Linked DNA regions of Mus musculus: regions 2, 3 and 4 are each linked to region 1. The links are chromatin contacts, called in public HiCAR-type and HiChIP or PLAC-seq maps. All regions are on one chromosome and are shown on one strand. The core of a region is the stretch at or near the end of the contact, and the rest is flanking DNA. Distances in the headings are between cores, read along the strand shown. Region 1 holds the start of Ttc33 (tetratricopeptide repeat domain 33). Region 2 holds the start of Dab2 (disabled 2, mitogen-responsive phosphoprotein). Region 3 holds the start of BC037032 (cDNA Sequence BC037032). Region 4 has its middle 73 kb from the start of Gm16311.

Region 1 (7,046 bases), core at 2,294-4,793:
AATCACAATACAGACTAGACAGCCAACAGTACAAATAAGCCACTCCTGGATTCTACTTGTCTTCATAATAGTAGGATTGAACTTCAAAAAAACCTTTTCCTTTAAGAACAGCAATGTATTTGCTATGAAACTATATAATACCTAGGAATTCTTCAAAGTCACTAACAGTAAGAAGTGGCATGGAGCGGATGACAGAGCTCACTTCAAGTCACTAAGGAAGCTGGGAGGCAAGCATGGACAACTCGTTGTGCCTCTTTCCTTTCACAAACCCTGAAAGCCTCCCTTAATAGAAGTTTTTTATGCTTTGAGTGGTTTTTGTTGTCTTTTCGAAACAAGACCTACTATTTATACAGACAGCTGTCCTGAAACTCAGAATTATAGCTCAGAGTGGACTCATTATCCTCCTACCTCAGTCTCCCCTATGCTAAAATTACAAGTGTGTGCCACTGCCCCTGACTACAGGAGAGTTGTAGGAGGTTTAAATACTTAATGACTCAACACAACTATTAAGAAAGTCAAAAAAAAAAAAAAAACCATAAAATGGCTTTGTGGGCCTAGTGTGATAGGTGAACGTTAAGGAAAAGGAAGAGTAGCCGATAGAACAAGGCGGACACTGGAAGTCTTCAGTAGTACTTAGCAATAAGACTAAGAAACCCAGTTATTCATGAACTACACAGCTGGGCTTTAAGATACATGAGAATCCCTACAATTAGGTATAATATCTTAGATGCTGTGTGCATTCAGGAGCATGTAAGGTTTTATCTGTTCTTAAAGGAATCTGTAACCCTGAAGAGAAAGCAATGAGCTCAGGTCTTTTTGAAATCATCCGACAACAGGCATTATGAGAAGGAGGAAGTAGGGAAGACAGCAGTGTCATGCACCACCAAGTTCATCACTGATGCACATGGCTGCAGCTGAGTACAAGTTCCAGGAAGAGAACAGCAACATGTGAGGGTGGCTATCAGTCCCTCCCACAGACAACCCCAAGGTCCTACCATAGTTGAGTAATTATAGGTCACAGGCCTGTCACTAAACAAGAGAAAATGTAACAGATCACAGCAATCACAAAGTCTCAATCACAGGCTAATGTAGGCGAACCATGTGCTCTCCAGAGAGCAGTGAGTTTTGGGAAATCCTGGGTACAAAATAGAGTATAAATTGTGCTACAGAATGAGGGCTATGGAAGCTTCCTCCTTGGCCTCATCGTAACACGAGGAAATGTATTTCCTCTGTCTGAAAAATTACTATATACATATACATATGTGTGTATGTGTGTGTGTAAACATATATATACATTTATATGTGTGTATACGTATATATGGATGTATTTATACATATATGTGTGTGGGGTGTATATATATATATATATATATATATATATATATATATATATATATATCTCCATCATCCCAGGGGAAAACAAGGAGGTAAAATGAAAGTATGGCTACTATGGATCACAAATCCAGAGGCATAGAGTGAAGACAGTCTAGGAAAATGGATGCTCAGAATGCCTTCAAAGGATACTAGGATACAAGAGGAGGAGGAAGAAGAGGAAAGAAGAGGTGGCAGCTCTCTTGTACTTATGTCCCTAAAGGCAGTGAGAATGTGGGACTTGCATTCTACATGACTAACGTGAGGCATCAGACAGTGTAGCAGATCTATTAAAAACAGAAAACCTGTTTTGCTTACTGAAGGCAAGTTCATTTTAAATCACTGGAAACATCTGCCAGTCATGGTGAAAGGATGAGCTGAGAACAATGAGAAAACGAAAGTCAACAAACCACTGAGATCCCCACCTCCCAAGCTAAGGGGGGGGGGGGGGGGCGCTAAGTGCTGAGGGCACATAAGGAAGGGTTAAGTCTCAGAGGGTAGCTCTCTGCCTCACACGGCTGCCCTCTGAAGCTTGTGTCCTTGTCCTCCACATTTCTAAAGTTTCTGAGCAGAGTCCAAACAAAACTAGGGATTTCATGTTCCCAAATTTCACATTAGTAGGAAAAGTAGGTTATAGCCATCTACTCAATATAAAGGAAAAAAATAAATAAATGTATGCATCTGAGAAAGATGAAAAAAAAAATCTAACAAGTCCTTGTGGAGATTAGAAACGACTTAATAATGAAGAAACAGCAAGCGGTATCAAGGGCCTACTAAAGTGAAAAAGCAGGAATGTGTTACCAGTTTATAATACCAAGTTTATATTTTCTCCCAAACTGCCTGTGGACAAGGAGACTGAACTCAATTACAATACCGGTAAGTGCTATCAAGCGTGATCCAATGACCTGTCAGACAAACGCACACTAGTGTCTGCATGAAAGTGAGCTTTAGAGAATAGAAGCTGGCCAGGCTTAAAAGAGGGAAGACTCCTGGCATGTGTGAACATCTTCCCCAAGGAAAATGTAATGCTCTGATCTGATCCGGGATCTGAAATGCTACTGGGGAGAAAATACAGACAATAGTCAATTAATGATTCGGGACTCCCCTTCTCGGTGATTAAAATGTCCTAACATCAATTGGTATAATGGCACGATTTTGTGAACAGCAATAACGGTTACTGAGTCATAGACTCTATTAGGAGGAGTTGTATAACACGCCACTTACATCTCAACTAAACTGTTTTCATCTTACGCTATGAGCTTCTTGTGCCTCTAGGCTGTGCTTGTAATTAGTACTCACTAAAAACCGCGTACAGAAGGAGCTTTGCTTGATCTGTACCTGGATGGATAAGGCACCAAGCTTCTTTCCAACCCGATAACAGATCAAGTGGGTAAATCACAACTGTAAAGGTTTCGTGCTAACTCTCATCTGGAGTTAAAAGTCTACGTGCTCTACAGAACGATGAGTGGCATTAAGATTCTAAACATGTACGATGCTCTCCACCGCAACCGCTCGACTTGACCCTTTACCGGGCCATAAATAAGCTGGGTGCTTGCCACAGAGTTAAAAACGTCCTCCTGAACTGACTGCGTGAGAGGATGCGGCCACCCAAGATGGAAAAACACCGGCCGGAGGTAGAGAATCACAACAACCACCCTCCGAACAGGAGAGATGAATCCGCAGGTGAAGAACGAGAGAAACGGATTCCCTTAAAATGCTACCCGAGGAGAACACAGGATTCAAAACTGGCCCCTGCCTCGGCTGCAATAAAAATGAGCTCCGGCCATAGCAGCTCCTCGGGCGGCCGGGCCGGCACCCAGAACCCTGCCACCGCGCCCCGCGCCCCGTGCCCAGGTCGGAGGCACGCCCCAGGGCTCTGTGGACCTCACCGGGCCACCCTCGGCCCTCCCTCCCGCACGCAGCAACCCTCAGCCCTGTCTACCGCCTACCCGCAGCCAGTTACCTGAAAACACTCTGTGGTGCCGTGTTTACATTCCACGTGCCCTTTGGCACCGGAAACGGAAACTATTCTGCCGGGATTCTAATCTGCCTTGCCTGCCTGTGCTTCCCGATTCTTTATTTTAAAAAAAAAGCATGAAATCATCCTGGGACGTTCTAAAGTCCAGCAAGGCGGACAGAAGAAAAGAAGACTTTCTTACCCGCCAGCGCCCTTCTGCAGGACCACTAATCCCAGAAGTCACTGCGGCGCCCTAGGGACTATGGGATTTGTAATAAAGACACCAGACGAAGCGCCCTCTAACTGCAGCCGGGAATGGACTCCCGTGTTTGAGGTTGTGCTTTGCAATACACACAGTCCTCAGGTAAATAAATGGCTTACCGCCTAGTCTGACCGGCCTAGCCGCTGAAGGGTCTGTGAGATGCAGAAGGGGGGGGGGGGGGGGGGGGGCGGAGACTGAGCTGAAATAAGTGCAAAGGGTGCTGGCTTGTTTGTGTCAACTTGACACAAACATATACTTAGCTATAAAACAGGGAATCTTAACTGAGAAAATGCCTGTAGGGAAATCTATGCGGGCATTGTCTTGATGAATGATTGATGTGGGAGGACCCAACCCATTACAGGCAGTGCCACACCCTTGGCAGGTGGTCTGGCCCAAGGGGAAGCTAACTGAACAAGCCTTAAAAAGGACCAATTACTGCCCTGCTTGAGTTTCTACCTTGATTTCCTTCTATAATGTGAAACTAGACGCTGATATAACCCCTTTCCGCCCCGAGATGACTTTGGTCATGGTGTTTTATCCCAGCAACAGAAACCTTAAGTAAGAGCCGATCAGGGAGGATTGGGCTGAACTGCAAGCTTCCTGTGAGAATCCACAGCAGAGCCTGAAAGTAGCACCTGTCACTTCTTACAAGTAAATTAGCAGGCTGATGTTAACAATGGGGCACACTGAGGGAATTGAAAACTCCTTAAGTTTATCCACATAGCTGTGCTACACAAAGCCAAGATCGATTTATGGAGACCACGCTTTTTCAACGCGCCACCGCATGTCTTACTGGCTAGTTATTTGTTGAGGTAAACTGATAAGTTATTTCTCCACTGGTAAAATGAGCCAATTCAAGCCAGATTAAAATATATACAACTGCAGGTTTATTAAGAAGCTGCTCTCGGGCAGGTGAGTTCACTGGCCCCAAGGAAGGAGGCCAGAAAAGGGAGAGAAGAGGAAGAGAAAGAGAGCCCTCAGGCTAAGACAAGGGGGCAGGGGAGATGGGGAGGGAGAAAACAAAATGGATTATATAGCAAAGATCCTCTGGGGGAAGGGAGTCCAGGCCCTGTGCTGAAAATTCAGGATTGGGGGCCAGTTATACTAGGGACTGAGGGATGCTGGGAGAACCAGGAGGCCAGGTCTGCTTTGGTATGTAAAATATACACCTAAGTTGTTTGTTCCTGGGTCTGAAACCAAACAGAAACATGGTAGGATTCTGAGATACCATTAGTAATACTCCCCTCCCCACCTCCCACCCCCATCCCCATCCCCACCCCCCCCACACACACATACATTACCAAAAGGACTACTAACTTCTTTCTCTCCAAAATGTCAAATAGTCCCTGAAGGGACACTCTTACCCAACGCTGGCATTAAAATCACTGATGCTGGCCCCAGCGATGGCTTACTGCTCTTGTAGAGGACCTGGGTTCAGGTCCAACACTCAACAGAGAGACTCAAAACATCTGTGACTCCAGTTACAGGGGAACTGCTGCCCTCTTCTGACACCCACAGATACCAAGTGTCAAAGGCCCTTCCGTACCCAGAACTCGTACATATTGCCATTTTTCACAAAAGTAAACATTGGTGCTGGCTGTTAAAACGCCACAGTGATAGAGCAGCTACGTGGATTTGAGGTAATGATGCAAACTCTAATGGTAGTGATAGAGTCCTCTGTCACGCCGTTACAGTGAAACTCTGGAACACAAGTTTCTCCTGAGATGAGACCTAGCTATGTCACCTAGCAAGAGTCCCAATTTCCAGACTCACTTTAATAAGCCAAGTATCACTGCTTCGTCAAGGGCATTTCTAAACGATGGCATTCATATTTCTATGATACCAAGTGCTTTTACTGCTACGGAAGTGTGATGCCTCTCAAAAGCGAGTGAAGATTCCACCATGAGGGCTGGACAGAGAGTCCAGAAGTTAAGTGCACTGGCTCCTGCTCTTCCAGAGGACCAAAGTTCAGTTCCCAACACCAGCATCTGGCAGCTCACAGCCTCTGTGTAATTACAGCTCTGGGAGTTTCCAACCCCACGTTCTGGCCTCTGCAAGTGGCTGCACATACATAAGAATCAAATCAATTATTTTCTCTCTCTCTCTCTCTCTCTCTCTCTCTGTGAGTACACTGTAGCTGTCTTCAGACACACCAGAAAAGAGCATCAGATCCCTTTACAAATGGCTGTATGCTACCAAGTGGTTGCTGGGAATTGAACTCAGGGCCTCCGGAAGAGCAGTCAGTGCCATCTCTCCAGACCCAATAAACCCAGTTCTTTAAGGCTATTATAAAGTTCCACTATCTTGTGGAACACAACTGTTTTTTGTTTTTTTTTTTTAACCGCTGACAAACTGATTATATTCATATTTAGGTCTTTGACCTTTTCTTGAAATGAATAAAGCAAGGGGCTTGTGAAATGGCTCAGCAAGTAAGGATGCTTGCTGCTCAGCCTTGTGACATGAGTTATGTCTGCAGAGCGTACTCGTTGGAAAGACAGTTGTCATCTGGGCTCCGTACATGTGCTATGACATGCAAACACACATACACACACAAATTTTCTCACTTAAAAAGTTGACAATGTCTGTTCCAATGACAAAACTGTACTCCTTATATAATAATCTTGACAGCTTCCCAGTGTGTCTAGACTTTGAGATCAATGGTAACTTCAGATACAATTTTTATTTATAATTTGATTATATTCATTAATGTTGTCAAGTAAGTTGGTATATTCACTATAACCAATGTATTACTGTGGTAGTCAGCCTATAAAAGAACTTCAGTGTTTCCTGCTCTTGGTGCTCACAGCTCTGTGAAGGTCTTTCCATGTCAGAGTTGGCCTGTGGCACCTCACGCTCATATTAATCGTAATAGACAGTCTGGTGGATGCACTGTTCCTCAGTCTGGATGGAGGTTCACGTGGTCACATTCCCAACAACTCAGTCCATCCTTACATGTTTGTACTTTAGTGTCTATATCTATCTCCATCCATCCCTAATAAGATGGTTGGCGCAGGACCTGTATCTTGCTGTCCTGGTGACATCTGTCATGAATGGTTCACAGTGGCCATATGGATGAATACACAGTGCTTGAGGCTCTGTTCCTCTTCCCAGTCTCTCAGGGTAGCTTAACCATGATGCCCTCAACTCTAGTAAAGACTTGGCCATGTCTTCCAAGTCAGTGAACAGCCTCTAAATATTTGGCACCATTGATTGGCATTTACAACAACCCGAAGCTTACTCATTCAGAACAGGACAGTTTAATGGATGCAAGTTTCCACATGCCAGTTTCTTGTGTAAACTTGTAATGAAGATCTAGAAAAATTAGCTCTCCAAAAGAACTTCACATGCTGTTCATAACATCTAAAATGAAGCTTTTCTGATTTAGAAAGCTAGCAATCCTGCAAAAGCCTCAAGAACGCTGAGTTTCTAGATTGAATAGTAACTGAATTCTAGCAA
Region 2 (7,046 bases), core at 2,311-4,810, 1.2 Mb before region 1:
CCAACTGGGCTGTGTTGGCAGAAGGAGGGACACGGCTAGCACATGAATGCATATAGGAACTGCTAAGCCTTTAAGATATCCAGCACCATTTGTACCCCTAATCAGGAATTTGTTTGGGCTTTGTCTCTAGCAGGAGACCTGGTCATTTGCTTCCCTTCTGATTGCTATGATTAACCCACTAGGATATCTTACCATAATTTAGCTTTCCCTTAAACACACTTATCTGATGTGAATACTTTGTCATCTAAATGAGACTTGGGCCGCCCTCTGCAATTCTGTAACAGTGCTTCAACTTTTATTACAACTCCAAGGAGAAGGAGGAGGAAGCCAAACCAACCCAAAACCCAAAACAGCCGCATCCTGCTACTCAGGTGTTTCAGATTGCCAGTCTGGTTCCCAGCCTAATTCTGCCCAGGGTAGGGAGGTTTAAATGGTGGACCCTTGCAAGCCTTCAGCTGGAGGAACTTAGGTTGTTAGTGAGTTCCCTTCAGCAGCCTCTCCACCCATTCCAGTATCCTAGCTCTGTCCTAGAAGAAAAGGAATGAAACCCCAACAGAGAGAAGAGGCGAAGAAACGCAGGGTACTTCCAAGTTGGCTTCATCAAAGTGGTGATAGGTTTAGTCTGGGGGAGAAATGAAGAAGGGACTTCCTCATGGTCTCACCAGGAGCACAGTTTCCCACAAAACTTCCTGGTGGCTACAAGCCACCCAGCAAGCCCTGTTTTCCTGCTCGTTTAATTTTTAGGTAACAGAACTATGGCTGAGCAGTCCAGACCAGTTGGTCCACAGCTTCCGGAGGCTCTTGCACCATTCACCACGTCAACAACTATCTTCAAAGTGAGCTAAAATCCACCTAACCCTTGGAGGAAGACAAGAAATAAATAGGCCCAAGGACAGGAATTTAGACTTAGTTTAACCTTGGAAATTTTAAGTCTTTAGCAGAAATGCAAACTCTGAACTGGGTGTGGTGGCGCTCGCCTGGGATTCCAGGACTCGATGACTGGGGGGGGGGGGGGTGTTCAATCTCCCACTGAGAAGAGAGATAAGTTTTGGGATTCAGTGTCAAAATGCCAAAAGAAAAAGAGGAAAGGAGAGAGAGAGAGAGAGAGAGAGAGAGAGAGAGAGAGAGAGAGAGAGATCTAACCTCTGGATTTTGTTCTTTCTTCTCAAGTCAGCAAGGCCTAAAAGCATCCTGTGGTTATCTTCCCAGCCTCCTTTACATCCTCAGGTGGAGATCAATAGAATCGGGATCATCAGTTCTATAAATACATGGGTGCTGGAGGGCAAAGACAGAACACATTCCTCCCATTCCTCCACAATCTCTCTCTTCTGCCATAATACAAGTGGCCCAGCTTAGCGAGGTGTGCTCACCTCCGCCTACAGTCCTAGGGCTCCTGAGGCAGAGGCAGGAGGATGATGAGTTTAAGTCTAGACTGGGTTTACAGAGTAAGACCATCCAACCAGGAATTGAGAAGCGCAGCTCCATGGCTTGTCAAGCATGCCCAAGGTCCTGGGTTCCTTCTCCAGAACTCAGGGCAAAGACGGAGCATAGCAGCCTACAGGGAAAAAGTTTCTAGACTCGCGGTTGGACAAAAGGGCTTGAGTTTGCAGTAGAGGAAGAAGGGGTTTGTGATTAGGTTTTTAAACAAGGCTTGGGAAGAACCCAGCGAGTTTTAGGAGACAGTGACTACGAACTAGGGAAGAAGTGGTCTGTGTCTGATGCGAGTGCTGGAAGAGACCACCACACCTCTCTGGTGCTTTCTCAAGGGCTCTTGCTAATCTCGCCTTCTGAGCTGTGTTCCTCTAGCATTGCTTTGTCTAGATAGCTGTTTTCCTCTCCAAAGCCTGAATCCCCAACACTCCTAAATTCTCAAGCCAGTACATTTCTTTCAGTACTGCTGTGCCCTGCCTCAACCAAGGGAGTGGAGAGAGGTAGAGTCCTTGGTGGGTGGGGTAGCTAGCTAAAACAGGGCAGCCTAATCCAGGACAAGATAGCACCATGAAAAGCCATTTGGTAGCAGTGGCTCCCGAGTCCTGGCTAGTCCCTCCTTTCTAAACAACCAGTCACTGCTACTATGTGCAGAACCCAGGCCTCAAGATTGTAAACTAGGTAGGTTAGACATCCCATCAGAAGCGTTCCTGGAGCCTTATCAGCTATCTCCAAGGGATTTTGGCAAATTTTCTGCCATTACTTAGGTTGGAGTTATATCTACCTCCACCCTTCCCCTCCTGCTTTGCCTGATTAGGGCCAGAAATTTTTTCATCTTTATAGAGCAACAGCAACATTTACTATTCATGAAGTTGCCCCTCCATAATTTTTAAAGCTTTCCATGTGCCTGGAAGCTTGCTCGTTTTTGCTCTTCTCGGTTTACAGGGTGGCTCCCTTTCTTCCAAACACAGGCGAAGAAAGAGGAAAGGGTGGGAGGGGGTGCCTCGGGTGGAGATAACATCCATATTTTTTAACTGTTTTTAATCCAGTTAAATTTCCCTTCGGATTCACACAGCTCCCATCTGAAACCGACTACAGAGCTGAATTCCAGACTCAGGATTAAGTGGAGGAGAGCAGGCAGGAAGAAATAACAGCCAGCTCTATGCCGCAAAGAGAACCGCTACGTTGGCAGGGTCTCCAAGGTTTTAAACACAGTTTAGTCCCTCTTCTTGAATTCTTAATCCTTCCAAATAATTTACAACAGTCAAGAAAAACAGCATTCAAACGCTTCACGATTTAAAACAAGTTTGTTACGTGGCTTGGGCAGATACTTTTCTTAGGAATGCTGGTATAAGACAAAGTTCACATTTTTAATGCCCTGTGCTGTCAGTCAGCAGAAAATAGCTCCTCGGAGGCACAGACCATGTCCCCAGCCTTTGTCGCACAGTAAAACTGAACATCATTCAGGAGTTTATTAGGTGGTCAGCAGCCACACCGCGCATTCCCTGGGATGTCCCCTAAGCCCTAAAAACTAGGGCTCGTGTACAACACACACACACACACACACACACACACACACACACACACACACACACACAGGGACTCGTTAAATGTCACAGGATGGGCGCCTTGAGTCCGACCCCAAAGGTAAAATGCATTCCTTGGAAGCATTCCACAGATGTCAGGCCACAAAACCCGCTGCTCTCCCCGGAGTACACTGTCTCATTTGTAAGATTTCCCCAGCGCCCAAGGTCTGCAGCCAAGGCAGGGATGGGAAGAGAGGAGCCAGCAAAGGAGAGAAGTAGGTCGCAAAAAAAGAAAAAAAAGAAAAAAAAAGAAAAAAAAGGAAAAAAAGAGAAAGAAAGAAAGAAAGAAAGAAAGAAAGAAAGAAAGAAAGAAAGAAAGAAAGAAGGGACCGAAGGGAAGGGGGATGGCAGAGTTACTCACGGACTAGCTAGTGCTTCTGTGGAGCCAGCATGACTTCCCCGCGCCCGAAGCCTCAAGGCTGCAGCGCCGAGGACGCGGAGAACGCCACTTAAATAGCCGCGCGGCCACTCCCGGTAGAGATATGGTTCTAATCAGATGCTGGCTCTGAGGACTCTCCAGGAATGTGGCGGCGGGATGTTTTTGCTGCCTGGACTTGGTAACTCCCCCTCAACGTGTCTGCCGAGTCTTCCAAACTTAACTGTTTATTAACTCGAACTAAAGCCACGGAGATCCGGCGCCTCCTGCGCCTCCTGCGCCCCGTGCGCCCGGCCAGCTGGGGGCGATCGCAGAGACCCGGAAAAAGGAGCGTGCACACAACCCGGGCCAGGAGCCCCACACTGCCTTGGGCCAGAAAGGGTGCACGTAAGGACAGGAAAAGGGAAATTCTGGAGGAAAAGGATGGGATCCTCTGAGCTGCGTTTCGCAGATCCGTTCCCTGGATTGCCACTTCGAGTGGCGTGGCACGCGAACTGCGAACTCATCCTAAACCGCCTGGGGCATTTTGAACAAAGACGCGCCTTTACTCCTGACTTTCCGTTCCCGGGTCCAGTCTGTCCTTTCTAAAGCTGGGCATGTGACTGGATTGTTACCTTTAAAGAAAATCACTATTCTTTAATTGTGAACGTGCTTAAACAGGAGGGAAATCTATGTGTGCCCAAGTAAAAAGATGCCCTGTTATTGAAATTTAATATCACGCTCGAGCATATTCTCGCTATTAAACTGGCCTAAACAAAACAAGTTAGCCTCCATATAAATGATCTACATTTGTGATCATTTCAGTGTATATCCACCCACACGTAGATAACATGACTTTGTCTGCTAGTTTCTACAGCATTTCTTATTCCTTCATGAAAATATTGAGATATGTGAATAAGTATTGGAAGGTGTTTCATCGATGCTCAGCTGTGGATAGCCCGGCAGAGCAGACCTTGGGAATCCTATAGAATCTCACAATTTCTTTTCTGTATATTTTAAAGTCAGGGGACAATTGTTAAATAGTCACAGAAACAGTGGTGCTTTTCAAGTACTTAAGAAATTAAGCTTTGGGAAGATCCTCCTCCCCTTCTCCCTCCTTCCCCTCCCCCTTCTCCCTCCTTCCCCTCCCCCTTCTCCCTCCTTCCCCCTTCTCCCTCCTTCCCCTCCCCCTTCTCCCTCCTTCCCCCCTTTTCCCTCCTTCCCCTCCCCCTTCCTCCTCTTCCACTTTCTTATTTAGTCCTTTTTTTCTTGTTCCTCCTCCTCTTGTCTGTTTTTCCTTCTGCTCCTCCTCTTCTTCCCTCTCCCTCCTGCCCCTCCTCCCCTGTTGTAAGCAGAATGTACTGACTATGAAAATGACAAATTGTGACTTGGATGGAAACGGGTTATTGATTTTATTGAGTAAGCAACACAATGGATTTGCATTTTACCACTGAGAATCCAGGGTTCAAATTGGGCTTATGGTGCACCAAGGATGTATTTTGTGGTCCATGCCTAGCCCCAGCTGCAAAATCACTGTAATTTGAGGTAGCTCAATGAGAGTGGCAGTTTCTGCTTGCAAGTAGGTCAGGCTTGGAGCAGCCCTCATGCAGGGAGAGTAAGAGACACAGAGCAACACAGCTGGTCCAGGTGCTGCCCCTACCTGACCTCTGGATTCCCTTCACACTTGGGTGTGCAGAGTAGAGGTGTGTGTGTGTGTGTGTGTGTGTGTGTGTGTGCTTCCAATATTCCTCTGAGGTAATTTTCTATGGTTGAAAAAAAAAGGATTTTCAGTGAATGATGGAAGGTCTACTTTTCAGTTCTATGAAGGCACAAGACATAGGTGCGAACTTTAATTCTGCTAGCTCTGAGAACATCACACTTTGATTCTCAAATCTAGTAGTCTAGAGAAATGGTGTCATTTCAAAAAGTTCAAAAATTAGGGGAAAAAAAGGTAGTTCATTCACACAAACAGGGGCTCTGATAATATAAAAGAAACAAGTCTACAGACAGACATGAATCATTTCTCAATGTGGAAGTGGCCACTTAGGCCTTTGTCTTTATCTATATAGTTGAAAGATTATTATCAAAATGTGTTAACTTGCTCCCACTAGATGGAATGGATTTGCCTTAGAAACCAGAGAAAGAAAACGATTTCATCTGCTGTGAACTGCAGTTGTGAAGCAGTGATGTGGACCCAAAGAGCTCATTTGTGAGCAGCAGGCTCATAGTGGCTGCTTAAAGCGAACACCCTTGTGTTAGACAGAAATCTAAAGAGCCCACAGTAGAGAGTTCTGGTTTTGCAGTGTATTTTTATACCTCTAGGGTGCTGATATTGGTCTTGGCAGTAGTTCAATGTCCTGCTCACATTATGGGGGGGGGGGGGGATGAAAATAAATTTAACTCTTTTTATCCCAGGAGGTCCTGTTTCTTACCATTCCTACCACATCTAAGTTGATAACTTTTCAGTAAGTCTAAAATGAACATCTCCACATAAGAAACACACACACACCAAAGTCCACCCCGGTGTTCATCACCACTAAAATTTGTTTAGAGAATTAAAGTAGGAAAAAAATTAAATGCAGTGCTTTATAAACCAAGGTCCCCACATAAGGACAGTCGTTTGCACAAAAACCTGCCCTGTGGTAGGGTGGGGTGGAGTCTGGACTGTGTTCCCAGCCGAGAAAGGGGTAGTTAATCCCGTGACAGCTTGCTGAAGAATGCATGGTTTATTATTAAAGTAATCTCTTAAGGTTTTCCTGGAATGTACTCTCACAGCAGCTCTGCCTATGCAGGCTATCCTATGTATGTCTGTTCTTCCATGATGAAAACTGTCGATTCTTAGCTCAAACGTCTGGCCCTTTCTCTCCTACCCCTCACCCCTGCCTATTCCTCAGCTGCTCAGTGTTCCTCACACTGCCTGTTTGAATTGTGCTTATTTCCCGTGAACGATAGATCGTATCGGCCTCAAGGAAACTGTCCACTTCTCTGCTTATTGGACACATAGAGCTATTCAAACCAAACAAAGCAAGCATGGCAAGATGGGATCTGTCTCTAGTCCTAACTATTCTGGAGGCTGGGGCAGGAGGATGAGTAAGTTCAAGAGGGGAAAAAAAATATCAAAGAAGAGTTGACTGAGATTTATCGGGTAAGGTCCTTCTTTCTGCGTTTTCAATTTTTTAAATAAATAAATAAATAAATAAATAGGCTGTCAAGTGAGAAAGGAAAAGGAAAGAAAAGAAAATCCCCAAAAGGAAACAAACAAACAAAAAGACTGTTGTTTCTACAAAAAGTTCCTTGCCCTCCACTAATCCTATATATTTAACACTGAAGAAAAACAGATGCCATCAGAATCAACTGCTGACAGGGATAACCAAATATTGGGAGTTGGTCTTTATTTTTGTTATCCATTCATCCCATCCAACTCTGCTTTTTTCCTCCCTCCCTCCGCATTCTCTCTCCCTTCTTCTCTCTCCCTCCTCTCTCTCTCTCTCTCTCTCTCTCTCTCTCTCTCTCTCTGTTTCTGTCTCTGACTCTCTCTCTCTCTCTCTCTCTCTGAGAATATTTTTGGAACCTTGGAAGACAGGTTTTTTTTTGTCTTTCGGTTTTCTGACATTTGTTTTCTTGCTACATTCCTTACGATGCCACAGGATTCAATCTATTTGCATGTGGCCTGTAGT
Region 3 (7,046 bases), core at 1,979-4,478, 1.2 Mb after region 1:
ATTATTGGTAGTAATTTCTCATATTAAAATTGAGTGAGAAAACAGTGATTAAGGATTTTGATAAAAGAAACAAAATTCTTGGGGTGCAAAATGTCTTTCAGTGTAACGTTTCTTCCATTAACATTTCCATTTTAATCTTCAGTTTCTTACAGCTAACCACAGAAGTCTTACTCCATGGTGGAACCTAAACTTCATCCCCTGACTTCCTTTCTAACCATTCACTAACACTATTATTTCCTTTACCTACATCTCTCTTCCATGTCATCCAACACTTGAGAACTTAGTAAAATATATGTGTCTGTGTATGTGTGTATGTATAATGTATGTATGTGTGTGTATATGTATATATACATATATATACATATATATAGTATGTGTATGTATATTATATATTATATATACATATACTATACATACTGTATATATACATATACTATATTATACATACTATATAATAAATAGTACATTATATATGTGTTATATATCATATACACATATTGTAATATACTATATATTATATACATATACATATACCATACATTATATATACATATTCTCTCTATAATATATACACACATATACACACACATATTTTACTAAGTTCTCAAGTGTTGGATGACAAGGAAAAGAGATGTAGGTAAAGGAAATAATAGTGTTCTAGTATATATATATATATATATATGATACACATATGTGTGTGTGTGTGTGTGTGTGTGTGTGCATGTGTCTGTATCTTGGTAGGGAAGGGTTGTACCACAGTGAACCTCTGGAGGTTAGAGGACAGGACAACAAAAAGTAGTCAGTTCTCTTTCTACCATGTAAGTCCTAGAAATTGAACTTGAGTTATAAGTCTTTGTGCGGCAGCTTTATCCATATCACTGACCTCAAACACTTTGTTTTTCTTCTGTTTGTAAATATAAGTATTACCTCAATAATAGAGTGATAGAGAACTATACACCCAAGTGGTGTCTAAATGTCACCTCACGACTGTTAAAGAAATCATGACACAGAAAGGTTGATATAGCCTATATTAGTATGGAAGTTTGTTTTGTTTTGTTTTGTTTTGTTTTGTTTTGTTTTTCGAGACAGGGTTTCTCTGTATAGCCCTGGCTGTCCTGGAACTCACTTTGTAGACCAGGCTGGCCTCGAACTCAGAAATCCGCCTGCCTCTGCCTCCCAGTGCTGGGATTAAAGGCGTGTGCCACCACCCCTGGCTCTTTTTGGTTTTGTTTTTTGGGTTTTTTTGTTTTTTGTTTTTTGTTTGTTTTTGTTTTTGTTTTGTTTTGTTTTTTGTAGTATGGAAGTTTGATAAACAAAATCAGGAAGAGCTGTCATGGAAAGAGGAAAGAAACCCAGTTAGGAGGAAAAGGCAGCACTATTCAGGTGAATAGCATGCAAGCTTGCCAGGAGGAAGCATCTCTGCCAAGAGGAATCAGCCAATGTTCAACATGAATCAATCCACTTAGAACCTACCCAGCTAGAAACCTTAGGGTGACACAGCACCAGATTGAAAAGCTTCCAGGTAATTCCAGGTCATGCTATAGCTCCAGACAAGGAACTTGTTCACCATGAATGGGAGGGAGAGAAGGAAGGAGAAAGGGAGGCAGGGAAAGAAGCAAGGATGAAGGAAAATAAGGAAAGAGAGATGGAGAGAGGGAGGGAGAAGGACAGAGGAAGGGAAAGAAGGAAGGGTGGAGGGAAGTAGGAAGGAGGGAGGGAAGGAAGATTTTTTTTAAGCATGGTAAATAAGTACACACCTTTAATTTCAGAATTCTGTAGGCTGAAGCAAAAGAATCATGGGTGCCAGGCCTTCCTGGCCCCCATAGCAAGATCCTGTCTCCCAAAACAAAAGCATAAAAGCATTTTTTAAATATCTATCTCAGTTTACCTGTTGGCTACATTTAGCCAGAAAGTATTCAAGGTTACTGAAGGTATCCACCAGGTTCTCTCAGGTGTGTACTAAAATGAGTATTCTTGGCAGAGCAGTCTGCAGTGTTGAGGGAGGCAAAGGACTGAGGTATACCGTGGTCCCAGTGAAACGAACACAGGGGTATTACAATTCAGCACAGGGGTATTACAATTCAGCACAGGGGTATTACAATTCAGCAGAGGCGGATGACTTACGCGCTAAGCAAGCAGCCAGTAAGGCCAACCAATGCATAAGCGGGCAGAACACCCCAGAGAGCAGGAGCTGCACCTTCTTTCCTCATTCCTGAGAAGCCTAACTTTGAACTGGGCCATGAACTTTTTACTAACCCATAATTACAGCTCATCCACCTAGAGGTTTGCTGGCTTGAGAAATGGTTTAATGATTATATTGAAAGTGGGGTAGACTAGAGGTGAATAATTTAAACTTAGACAAACATGCACTGTCAAAAGAAAGTTTTTGACCTTGGCCCAAGGACATCCCTGTGTCCTGGTTTTTTGCATCTGCTCCATCACTTGCAGCAGGTTGGCTGGTGGTTAAGTGCATCCAAATTTGCATGCAATTACCCAAATGCCTCCTTTGAGGAATTTAACAACGCAATGACTCAGTTCTGAACCATTCCCTAGCACACGAGGGAGTCCTGTGATGACATCTTTAGATTCTCAACACTCAGAGATTGAAGGCAAGGAAATGAGCAACAGGGGAAGGAGTTCAAGAGCACACAGTGCAAGTAAATGCCCTGCGTGATGCACTCTTCTTAAGTTCAGGACTGCAATTTGAAACCTCTTCAAAGAAAACTTTGCAGGTTCGGGAAGAGGCTCCTGAGCAAACTGAACACTCCAAGGTGAATCCACCCTCCTCCCCACCCTCCTCCAGCACTCAGTTCCTTGGTCCCATACTCAAATCCAACCCGAATGTGTGCTTAGAGGCTAGACCCTCTACAATGTATAAGCAAAAATATCCACCACCAGCTAGTCTGCTAGGAGGGCGACTCAGGATACCATTCTGTGGGTCAAGGTGTTTGGGTTTTTTTGTTTTTGTTTTTGATTTTTGTTTTTTTACGGTCTTTGAACATTGCAAGTCTCTAACCCGGAGGGGACGGAGAGGAATTCAAAATAAAGGACCGAGGCGTTTGCAAACTGCAGCGGAGCGCCGCCAGCCCTCCTTCTGCTTCCAAACGCTTGGCAGGCTAAATCGCCCCGTGACAAGAGCTCCAGTCCGGGTTCCCCTTTCTACCGCCATATAGGGAAGGGGAGGATGGGGAGCGGCAGTCCGCCTCCGCAGCGCACAGCATCCGCCCACTTGGCGGTGAACTTGAGCCAGCAGCGGTTAACCCGGCCCGGGGTTCTGGGCCTCAGCCGGCGCCAGCAGCTCCCTCAGGTGGGGCGCAAGCCTCAGCGCGCCGCCCTTCTCCGCTCCTCTCCTCCAACCGGCCCTTACCTAGGGCGACGGCCCCGGGGACCCCCTTCCCAAGGGCGTCGGCCTGGAGCCTGGAGTCTGTAGGAGTGGCGGGAGATGGGGACGCGAGTCCCTGGACGCCGACAGTCTGTCTCTAAGGCGTTGCTGCGTGGCTTTGGTACACAGAGCCTCGACCGCTTCTCCACCGCTGCAAGCACAGCGGGGAAGTGGATGGAGAAGCAAAGACAGACAGACAGACAGACAGACAGACAAGCGGCGGCGGGGCTACCCTGAAACCCGAGCGTCTCCAAGCCCCCACCCCCAACCCCCGGGCACGGCGCTGCAGATGCCAGATCCCCGACCAGAGGCGGTGGAGATGGGCAGGGCAAAGAACGCGCGCGCCGCTCGCAGCTCGTCCGCGCGTGGCCTTCCTCTTGCCCCCCTGCACCTTCAATTTACCTTATGCAGGGCGCCCCGCGAGCTGCGGGCTGAGGCGCCGAGCCGAAGCCCAGAGGACAGGAGTTTGAGAGCCGCCATCTTCGGCCCCGGGTGCGGGAGACGGTGGCGCGCGCGGGAGTGCGTGCGAGTGCTGGTTGCCCGGGGCCGCGGCGGCGTCACCGGCTAAGAAGAGAGAAGGCAAGGCGAGCGGTAGGGCGGGCTGGAGGCTCGACCGCGCGTCAGTGACGTCCTCGGGACCTCAGAGCGGTGCCGCCCCTTGCTGCCTGCTGGCTTGTCAAGAAGCGAGACAGGGAGGGGCTCACGGCTAGGAATGGAAAGGCTGCACAGCTAGGACGAGCCCCGCGGGTTGTGCCGGGGCCGGAGGTGCTGGGCTCCAGCTCATCTGCGGGCACACCCGCAGCGGCGGGCGCTGCACTCAGGCTGGAGGGGGCGCTAGAGCCTGCCTTCCCCTCGCGCAAGGCTTGGCATCAACCAGGGTTTCGGGTTGCCAAGGGCCTGGAGGGTCTCTTACTGAACGTGTTACTTTTCCAAATCGCCCTCTGGAATGAGTACAGGTACAAAGGGTCACTGATAAAGATCTCCTTCCAGATCTAGACAGCTCACCTTTCCAACATTTCTCAACCCCAACACCCACAACTCTCTTCAAGTCTGGTTTTGCCCTTAGTTTCCTCTGAAACCCAGCAGCGTGCTGACTGACCCTCATGAGACATGACCTGCTTAACCGACAGAGGGACAAGATTAGAACTGGGCTGTTGTTCCCCATCATCCTACTCTGTGTTCCAGAATTTTCCTGGAACCGGAGTCCCAACAATTCCAGAAATTACAGAACAGGTATAAGCACAGAAGTGTCTGTCTCCTCTCCTCCTCGTCCTTGTCCATGTTGTATAATTCCCCTCACCTTGTAATGCTCTTCCTGTTGCAGTTTTGTATGAGAAAAGCCAGTCAAGGGACACAATGAACACAAAAATGCTCGGCACTAAATTTAGCTAATATTCGGTGGTGGGTTAACTTCATCGTTTTGGAGGTTTTCGTTTTGGAGTTTGTTTTTTGCTGTTTTGTTTGAGGAAGGATCTCTAGCTCTCTTAGGTCCCACTGAAACTCTATATATGGCTCAGGCTGACCTCCAACTTTTTTCTATTGCGGCAGCCTATCCCAGAGTATGTGCAATTGTGCCTGGCTCAAGCCTTATCTTTTGACTGGCACCCAACCGGCCTGAACCATTTCTTCAGGACGTTCTACACTCACCGCCGAGTTTAAAAGACCACTTGGAAGCCCGGGAAATCCTTTTATTGGATTAAAAGCCCATCGAGTCCTGGAAGAACAGTTTAAATTTGAAGTGATGCAAAACCCATGACAACAGTAAATGACTCTTTAACTTCCTTAAAAAGTATGCCGATACAATGAAGGATGAACAGTCCTGTTTAATTAAAACCTGTCTACTGGCCTGGGGAGATGGTAAAGACACTTGCCTCCAAGCTTAGTGACCTCAGTTTGATCCCTGGGACCCACATGGTAGCAGGGAAGAACCAACTCCAGCCAAGTCCTCCTCCGACCTCACATGCACTGCAGCGAGTGCATGCCTGTGTATGTGCGCCAAAACAAATGAATAAGGAATTTAAAAATCTGCACAGAAAAGCAACTACCTCAGTACTCCCTTAACTCAAAAATGTCTCCTGTAAAGATTACGGTTTTAACATGGAAATAAAATATCAAGTTAAACTATCATCTGATTGCATAGGAGAAGTGAACTCAGTAATCCTGGATATTTTGGGGGCGCATTTTAATAAGCTGTGAAGAGTTCGAATGTTTAAACCGAAGTCCCATGACTAGCCCTAACATGGCGGCTGTTGTGCTGCAGTTTTGAGAAGGAACAACAAAAGCTGGTACTACAGTTGTTCTTCCACTTTTTTCCTTCCAGGGCCACGTGAAAGGGAAAAAAAAAAAAAAAAGCACTGGCAACTTGTCTCGTAGTCATCTGACTCACTCTTCTTGGCTGGTCACATGTATTTCTCCTAAATGAAGACGGTGGATATTTTAAATTTATTATTCTGCAGAATTAAGGCTGCTAGGAAAAACAAAACCAAAACAAACAAAAAAGCAAAACCAGCCTCCGTACTGCACAGCCAGAAGGGAGAGGGGCTGCATTTTTTGATAAGCCCACGGCTTCATTTTACATCAGCTCAACAATGTGTAAGGCATCAATTCAACTTGAAAGAGTGTTTATTCTGTACCAATCTTTTTTCCTGATTCTACAAAAGCCATTTTAATTTATAACTTGCATATAAAAAGTCTGATTCTTTTAAATTTCTTATTAGTAGGACCATTTCCCTCTCCCATTATGTAGGCATGGGGATTGAGGACTGAATCTAAGGCCTCCTGCGTGGGCATTCCCAATGAGTATATCCCCTGTTCTGTTTTTAAGTTGCCCAGCTGAGCCTTAAATACACTCTGTAGTCCAGGCTGGACTGGAACTTCTCATCCTTCTGCCTCAGCCTCCCAAGTAGCTAGGATTATAGGCCTGCAATTGCAGGGCCACTTTCCTCAGTACTCTGAAAAGCAGTTTCTAACCAATATTCTACATTCATGAGATTTTCCTTGTAAAACCTTATACCACTTAACATTCACACTCTTAAAAAAAAAAAAACTGGCTAATGAAATTCAAAGACTTAAAAAAATTCCACACAGGTAATAAGGAAAGGGTTATGTTCTGAGGTTGTAGGTTGAGGTGTCCTTCACCAGGTAAATGTGACCTGTTAGATTGTAGTGGCAATGTTTCTGCTTGAGAGATTTCATTTTCATTCTCCTGAGATATTGTGCCATAGCTCATGCCTTTACTGAAGATAAGACACCCTTTCCTTTTGGTTAGCAGCATGTTCCTCCAGGATGAAAATCCAGGGCAGCTGAAGACTTGTTTTCAAATGTCGTCTAACCGGCTTAACTAGTGGTAGGAGTTTTATCTATGTGGTATGAGGCAGTTACAAAAATTCATAAATGCCTCATTCTATATAATGGTCCTTTAAGCAGTGTTTGAGATCTTTCAAACACTTGTCCTTCAGTAGGAAAACAAAACTTATCTCAAGGTTCTTATCAATTTGTAAAGCTAAAGTATTTTTTACTATGTAAATCATTGATTTGCCTATTTTATTAACTTAATATTTTCAAATTCCTTTGAAGCAATGATGTTTACTCAATTTTGTTTAAGTAATACATTAAAATGAATCAGATTGTTCCTGTTATATTTTTTATAGGAGAAAATGAAAAT
Region 4 (7,046 bases), core at 1,673-4,172, 1.1 Mb before region 1:
CAGGGCCAAGAAGTGGGAGTGGGTGGGTAGGGGAGCAGGGTGGGAGGGGGGTATAGGGGACTTTCAGGATAGCATTTGAAATGAAAATGAAGAAAATATCTAATAAAAAGTTGAAAAAAAATAAAGAAACCACCCATGAAGTATTCATTTGACTTGAAGCCTTTGATATATCCCCATTTCAAATAAAGACTCCAAACTCCCTCATATATCCAGCTGCTGTTGCTTTGCCATGGCCCAGATTCCACATCCTTACCTACCACTGCAAAGGCACACACACTAACTTTGAGATGACCTTTGCAAGTGTTTTCTTGCACACACTGTTATTATCTCTACTTGAAATTATTCCCTTTTTTCCCCTGCCTAATAATTGCTGTTCCCCACAACCCCAAAGTTAGCTCAAATAATCCACCTGCAGCTCTGAGTTCGTGTTATCAGTTCTTGCACTAAAGCTCTCCCACTGGCCCTACCTATGCATTAGCAGTATGGGCTTTGGATTTTAAATGCTAAATAGTAAAAAGTAGTGTTTAGAAGGCAGGGGATGTCTTCTTGTTTGGCTTGTGGCAGGCCTTTGCTTGCTATTTGCTGACCACACTGAACTAATGCAAGTCTTAACCGCGGAGGAAGCGATTTCAAGTACCAGCTCTACGCGTAACGGCTACGTTTTCTCCCTTCCAAAGAACTTTATCTGCCTTCACCCTTTTCATACATAACTGGAGAGTCTTCTGAAGTTTATGATTCAGACCGGAAGCAAGGGCAGTGAATATGCAGTGCCTGAATTGAGAGTCTGAGGAGTCTGTCAAAGATGAGCTAGTAGTGAGGCATTGGCCAGCTCTTACCTGCCTTATTCTTTATACAACATTATTGAGCACAAGACAAAAGAGGTCAGGTCCAGGAGCTACAGAATACTGTGTGCACACAGTCAAAGGCAATTTCTCTCTTTCCCAGAGGGAAGAAAAATGGGGGTACCCAGCCTTCCTCTCTACAATCTCTTGTGGAAGAGTACTCAGAGAACTGTTCCCTTACTCTTGATCTAATTTAGTCAGTTGCTGAGGAAAGACTACAGGTTTGCCTGCGTGTCACGGCAACAGAGGAGATCACTTTTGGAGAAAGAAGGGATGCAAGAAGCAGCAGTCACTCAGTTTAAAGCCAAAACTGGGGATTCCTGGGGTTTAACAGGATGCTACTTAGCACGTAAGTGAGTTTGCTCAATTGCCTTACCAAGATGGGGTTCCAGCTGCAAGAAGATATGGAATGCACGTGCCCAGAATTAGGACTTGAGTGGTTTGGAGATGTGAAATCAGATTTTCCAAATCACTAGGCCTAAAAGACTCAGCTCTGCTCTTCAGAGAGAGTAGAAGTCAGGGGACCTGATTCTCAGAGAGCATCAATAGCTAGCCTATGTTAGCAAATAAGTAGCAAGATTACAGGCCCCCAACAGCTACCACAGGGAGATGGAGAAAGACACAGAGATAAATGGATAGAGTGCAAGGAAGGAGAGAGAGGAAGGAGAAAGAGAAACTTTGATAGCAGCAGATGAATATGACATCTCTTTCTATTTTCTTTCTGTCTGGCCCCTCAGCTCCTGCCTCTTGAGAAGTAATACATACCTACTCCAAAATCCATGTGCTTGGAGTATAAACATTCAGAACTGCACCCGGGTCTCTGAAATAGTCCCCTGAACTGATTCAGGACTTCTATCTTTTGAAACCTCCACATCATACTCCTGCAGACATTGCCTATATGGCATCCCAGACTTATATACAAGCAATGTTAGTAACAGTTGGATGTTAGCTTTGTAAGGTTGCATTCATAGGGTTCTATAGATGCTGGAAGCAACTGAGTACCCAGGGGTAGGTGAGACTGAGAGTCCTTTGCAATGCTGATAGTCACGTAATTCTTAACTTGGCGGGGGAATTACATTGTGTGGATGTAGTGTAGGACTTCAAACACATTGGTGAACTCAGAGTCAAAGATTGGTTGTGATGATAATCAGTGTGTCTAGCTTCCCTGTCTTACTCCTCCTCAAGTTTTAAGTGGATTCAAGCAATTTGAAAACAAAGGCGTATCGAACGGTTAAGCGATTTTAGCAGCCATGACTCAGCAAGGGCAGGTACATTTGGGTGATATTTTTGCAATGGCTTTTAAGTGCTCTGGGTGTCCCATTTAGACATCCATGGGGCATCTCACTACACAATGACCTGAATAATCATGAAAGAAGGCTGGGCGTTGCACATTTCTGGAAATCTATTCAAATATCTAAGCCCCCGCCCCCTTTGGATTGAAAATGAAGCATGAAGGCTTTGTATTAAGTAAGAAATATAAATGCAACTTGTAAATGTTTCAAGTTTTAGCTAGCCTCAGAAACGATACCTAAAGTTGCCTGCATTCAGACAGCACCCAGGTCCGAGAGGCCCGGGATTTCTTTGTCATCACAGCGCCCCCTGCTGGTTCAGGATGAGACCTGCAAGACTGCTTGCCCGTTTCCCTTCAGCTTTTCAGGGCCTCTGGAAACAAGGCTGGAAAACATTATCCTCAACTGAACCGTAGCCAGGAAAATCTCAGGAGGGAATTCTTTCCTGACATAAAATTAAACCTGGCTTCAGCATATCTGAAGAGGGGAAAGAAGGAAAACTTACTGTTGATGTTTCTTGGCTTGAGATTTTTTTCTCCCCCTTGTTCTTAAAGCAACATTATTTTTAAAAGCTGAAACGAGACGTGCCATCTGCCAATTTGGCCTGTCCCTCCATTCCCTTCAGTTCACATTTCACTGTCTTGTCCCAGTCCGTCCTTTTGCCCTACTCCAAAAAAAGTTGTTTAAGTGAACAAATGCTTTTCAACTCATCAGTAGGAACAAGTGGAGAGAGTGTCTTTACCTCGCACAGCAGGGAATCTGGCCTTAAAAGTTCCACAAAGTTCCAGGGATTGCGTCACCGATGTGGTAGCTTTAAACCACTGACTAACCAGGTCTGCCCATAATCTGACCAACAGATCTCTGTCTCTTGAGAAGTGGCTCAGAAGCACACGACCCTCAGCAATAGATGTTCAAGGGCGGACTGGGTGCACTGCTGAGTTAGAGCCAACAACTTGAAGGTTAAAGAGCGGGAGGGGAGGGCTTTTCCTGCCCGCCTGTTCCTGTGCTAGATGGTGCAGTGGTTATGTGATCTAGTGATTATATATGATCTAGTAATTATATGATCTAGTAAGGCTGAAGACTGTCCACTCAACCCCTGATGTGTCATGGTGTTAAAACAAAATCAAGCAAAACAAAACAATAACAACACACCTGCACGGGGGTATTTATGACCTGGGAAGTGAGACATTCCTTGTATTTCAGACATACTTGCCAAGTTAGTGCTAATCTGCGGTCATCTCTTTGTCTGGCATGACTGTTTTATTTATTTTTTCCCCTCCCCATCAAAAGCTATAGTCTGACTTATCACTCATCGCTGCCACCATTAAATAATAACAGGCAGTGTCCACTGTCCTGTTTTATTGCTTCAAGAAGAAAAAAAAATCCTGTCCTTGTAACGTTGTCGTGACACTTCTATCATGAGTTGGATAACTATTTGCAAGAGGCTTTTAATAACTTTTTATTGTGTTTCACGGGTCAGTTTGTCTGCCCATACACCACTATCAATATGCCTTCATTGATACTTCATTGGATCACTTCCATCACGGGAAGGGCAGCGCCTGGTCCTCACAGGAGGATCCTTGCTCTCACTGTGGATATGCTTTACCCATGTTTGACAGTCGGCCATCACTTCCTGTCTGGACCATTCAATATTCTCCCTTCTCCCCATGCCATACCGACGTTTACACTGGCGATAGTGTAATGTAAGTCTAATTAAATAGTAAGCATTTGCATTTTATCAATTTCTTATTGGTGGTAGATTGATCTATTCTTACTAACTGTATAGGCTTCCTTTCTACAAAGCGAGGATATATCCGCATTGCTATGGAATTTTCAGTGTTTCCTGTGTTTAGAGGGTATTCTCTGCTCTATAGCTGGCACGGTTGACCACGTGACTTGTTTTGGCCAATGAGCTATGAGCAGACATGCCACGTGGCTTATCTGCACTCTTCTAACACTGTGGTATGTTTCTGGAAGTCCTGTCCCTTGGGAAGCCCCTTCAGCTGAGTACAGAGTAGTGTGAGAAGGCACAAGAAAGAATCACAGCGGCGGTCACAGCCACTACTGGGCCACACGAATGATAAACAATTGTGTGTTTTGCAGGCCACTGAGATTTGTTTGTTGACCAGTTCGCGTCCCTTCACGGTGGAGTCCCACACTCCCCTTTTGGTCCTCCGAGGAACTGGGACAGAGCATGTACTTTACGTGCCAGCCAATGATGAAACATGTCCAGCCTCTAGATTCTCTTTCTGTGCTTAGTCTTTTCCAAGCTCAAACGGCCAGTTCCCGGTCTTCAGTAAAGCTTACTTTTGAGATCTTTCCAGATAGCTCAAAATATCCCTCTCCCATGGAAACTTTATATACATTGGTTCGAAATGAGTTTTTTTTTTTTTTTTCTTTCTCTGAATTCCCACAAGGACATCATGCTTACGGTTCCTGTCACTCAATTGGTTGATAGTCATAAGCAGTGCTCTTTATTACACAGCAGATGCTATTTTTTAGACCTGTTGCGTTGGCTTGGATATGCTAAGGTGGACTAAAATGAAAAATATTGACTAGGGGTGGGGAAAGAGCAAGCAGGATAAAAAAAAAAAAGGAGGGGGCAATAGAAAGTGGTAGCATCCCACAGTGGGTCTCATGGGTAGGGAGAGGAGGCAGGGGAGGAGGACTAGGTAAGAGTACCACCGACTGCCGCTGCATCTCAAAGCGTGTTTAACCAAACCAATGGATAACCTGTCATCCAAAGCCATACTGGGGAGGATCCAATAGCTCACAGTCATCGGCCACACCACTGAGTTGCCATGGGCAGCTAGCAGCTCTGTGCACTATTATGGTCAACCACAGCTGGGGTTGTGGCCAATCCTGCTTATATGGCGTGATAGCTGAGTAGATTATTTTCATAGGAATCCCCTAAGTCTTTTGAAGTCAGTATTGTTATCATTACTGCTTTTATAAATTTTAATTTTTAATTACATCTATGCCCATGTATCTGTTTGATGGGTGTGTTATGGTTTGAATATGTGATGGTTTGAATATGCTTAGCCCAGGGAGTGGCACTATTAAAGAGGTGTGGCTTTGTTGGAGCAGGTGTAGTCTTGTTGGAGGAAGAGTGTCACTTTGGGCATGGGCTTTAAGACCCTCATCCTTTCTCTGTGGAAGCCAGACTTCTCCTGTCTGAATTTAGATGAAGATGTAGAACTCTCAGCTCCTTCTGCGTCATGCCTGCCTGGATGCTGCCATGTTCCCACCTTGGTGATAAGGGACTGAACCTCTGAACCTGTAAGCCAGCCCCAATTAAATGTTGTCCTTATAAGAGAGCCTTGGTCACGGTATCTGTTCACAGCAGTAAAACCTTTACTAAGACAGGGGGTATATGTCCAGTTGCCTGTAGATGCCAGAAGGAAGCAACAGATTTTCTTGGAGCTGGGATTATAGGCTGCTGTGAGCTGCCTAATGTGGGTGCTTGGAACCTATTTGGGTCCTTTACAAGAGTAGAATATGCTCTTAATCTCTGAGCTCCATTTCCAGCCCCTATCACTCTTGTTTTAATGGGAGGAACAGAGAACCAGAGAGACTTCGGAGAGTTCTTTATCCTTTCATGATGGAGCCAAAGCCCATCTTCCAAAATTATCACATGGTGTCATTCATTTTGGTATTGTCTAAGTGTATGAATGAGTAAGTACACTATGGGCTGTCTATAAAATAGTAAAAGTCTGATAGGTTACACTGTCTTAGTTATAGTGTTACTACTGTAAATAGACACCATGACCAAAGCAACTCTTATAAAGAACAACATTTAATTGGGGCTGGCTTACAGGTTCAGAGGTTCTGTCTATTATCATAAAGGTGAAAGCATGGCAGGATCCAGGAAGACATGTGACTGGAGGAGCTAACCAGTCTACATCTTCATCCAAGGCAGGAAAAGACTGGACTCCAGGGAGCTAGAATGAGGGTCTTAAAGACCATGCCCACACTGACACACTTCTAACAAGGCCACACCTACCCCAAAAAGGCCACACCTCCAAATAGTGCCACTCCCTGGGCCAACCATATGCAAACCACCACATACACCTACCCCTGTTTTTGTTGACCTGGAACTGCAAAATATACTTTGCAGATTTGTGGGTGAGAGTCTCTCAAGAATGGCCTGTATTGCTTACAGGTTTATTACCTGCTTGTGGACGAAGGACTAGCATAGGAGGGTCTTGTTTTTTTTTTTTTTTTAAGCTGATTACAATTGTAATACAATATTTTTATATGGCTATGACATCTCATTAGAATTTTCTCGACACCAGGGGAATCAATGTGGCCTCATACACTTCTGCCTTTCATCCTTGGTGATTATCTCAGCTCCACCTGCATCCGGGTCAAATGGAGGACAGGTTGTTGAGTGTGTAGCCTGTTATATTATGCTGCAGAAAAGCCTGCTCAGTTTTGTTTTGAGACAGGGTCCTCATGGCTTTAATATAGGCTTATAAATCACCGCCTTTCATCAGGTACCCTGGCACACCTTGAGATTTTGCATTTAAATTCAAGCTTCTGAAATAGATATGTTCATGCATAAGTTCATATGAGCATGGCCTCTTTAAATGGGAGTGGAAAACCCAACACTTCAAAAACCTTTGTTCTGGGCTGTGACATGGCATTTTAATGTCTTTCCTCATGTTTCCTCAACCACACGCCCAGCTAAGACTTGACACTAATGCCCCCAGCTCTTTGACCCTGGACTACCAGGTACTTTGTTACAATTTTGAGTTTCTAAGGAGAGAGTCATGTTCTCCCTTATCTTTCTATGTCCCTTGTCCCGTCTGTGTGTTAGGACATTGTGCAGATGGAATCACTTGCTCAGCATGCAGGAGTGGCCTGACCTGTCTGGAGAATGAAACATCCTCCTACACGCTCCTGCAGGACATGG

Evidence for each region. HiCAR-type assays count read pairs that join an accessible place to other places. HiChIP or PLAC-seq counts read pairs in DNA pulled down with a chosen protein or histone mark.
Region 2: a contact with region 1 is called in a HiCAR-type map of astrocytes, with 6 times the contacts expected there. The contact joins the promoter of Dab2 here to the promoter of Ttc33 in region 1. A contact is called at or near these places in 7 of 39 promoter capture datasets (the 3T3-L1 cell line, 3T3-L1-derived adipocytes, cranial neural crest and 3 more), 5 of 115 datasets of contacts at active chromatin or transcription factors (astrocytes, extraembryonic endoderm stem cells, fibro-adipogenic progenitors and 2 more) and 2 of 9 other capture datasets (adipose tissue and macrophages).
Region 3: a contact with region 1 is called in a HiCAR-type map of astrocytes, with 5 times the contacts expected there. The contact joins the promoter of BC037032 here to the promoter of Ttc33 in region 1. A contact is called at or near these places in 16 of 39 promoter capture datasets (the 3T3-L1 cell line, 3T3-L1-derived adipocytes, the C10 cell line and 9 more), 1 of 484 Hi-C or Micro-C datasets (Sertoli cells), 6 of 115 datasets of contacts at active chromatin or transcription factors (astrocytes, embryonic forebrain, embryonic stem cells and 3 more) and 2 of 9 other capture datasets (adipose tissue and liver).
Region 4: an H3K4me3 HiChIP or PLAC-seq map of bone marrow-derived macrophages shows a contact between it and region 1, with 5 times the contacts expected there. The contact joins the enhancer-like site here to the promoter of Ttc33 in region 1. A contact is called at or near these places in 17 of 39 promoter capture datasets (the 3T3-L1 cell line, 3T3-L1-derived adipocytes, the C10 cell line and 12 more), 2 of 484 Hi-C or Micro-C datasets (bone marrow-derived macrophages and double positive thymocytes), 4 of 115 datasets of contacts at active chromatin or transcription factors (bone marrow-derived macrophages, cardiomyocytes, embryonic stem cells and 1 more) and 4 of 9 other capture datasets (adipose tissue, embryonic stem cells, liver and 1 more).

The regions. Positions count from the first base shown.
Region 1 is chr15:5,182,057-5,189,102 of GRCm38.p6, reverse strand. Ttc33 (tetratricopeptide repeat domain 33) reads right to left here and starts at 3,543. Exons shown (of 5, transcript NM_026213.3): 1 at 3,335-3,543.
Region 2 is chr15:6,383,262-6,390,307 of GRCm38.p6, reverse strand. It overlaps Dab2 (disabled 2, mitogen-responsive phosphoprotein), which reads right to left and starts at 3,560. Exons shown (of 15, transcript NM_023118.5): 1 at 3,376-3,560.
Region 3 is chr15:4,023,588-4,030,633 of GRCm38.p6, reverse strand. BC037032 (cDNA Sequence BC037032) reads left to right here and starts at 3,228. Exons shown (of 2, transcript NR_028266.1): 1 at 3,228-4,615. Oxct1 (3-oxoacid CoA transferase 1) reads right to left here and starts at 4,206. Exons shown (of 17, transcript NM_024188.6): 1 at 3,785-4,206. The coding sequence starts at 3,862.
Region 4 is chr15:6,233,772-6,240,817 of GRCm38.p6, reverse strand. No RefSeq gene overlaps it. Among named protein-coding and RNA genes, the nearest start is that of Gm16311, 73 kb to the left of the region's middle. Within about 2 kb of position 2,922, at least 44 of the 459 cell types and tissues checked have an H3K27ac peak or open chromatin away from gene starts, as enhancers often do. A contact at or near this core is called in bone marrow-derived macrophages, where this site is marked.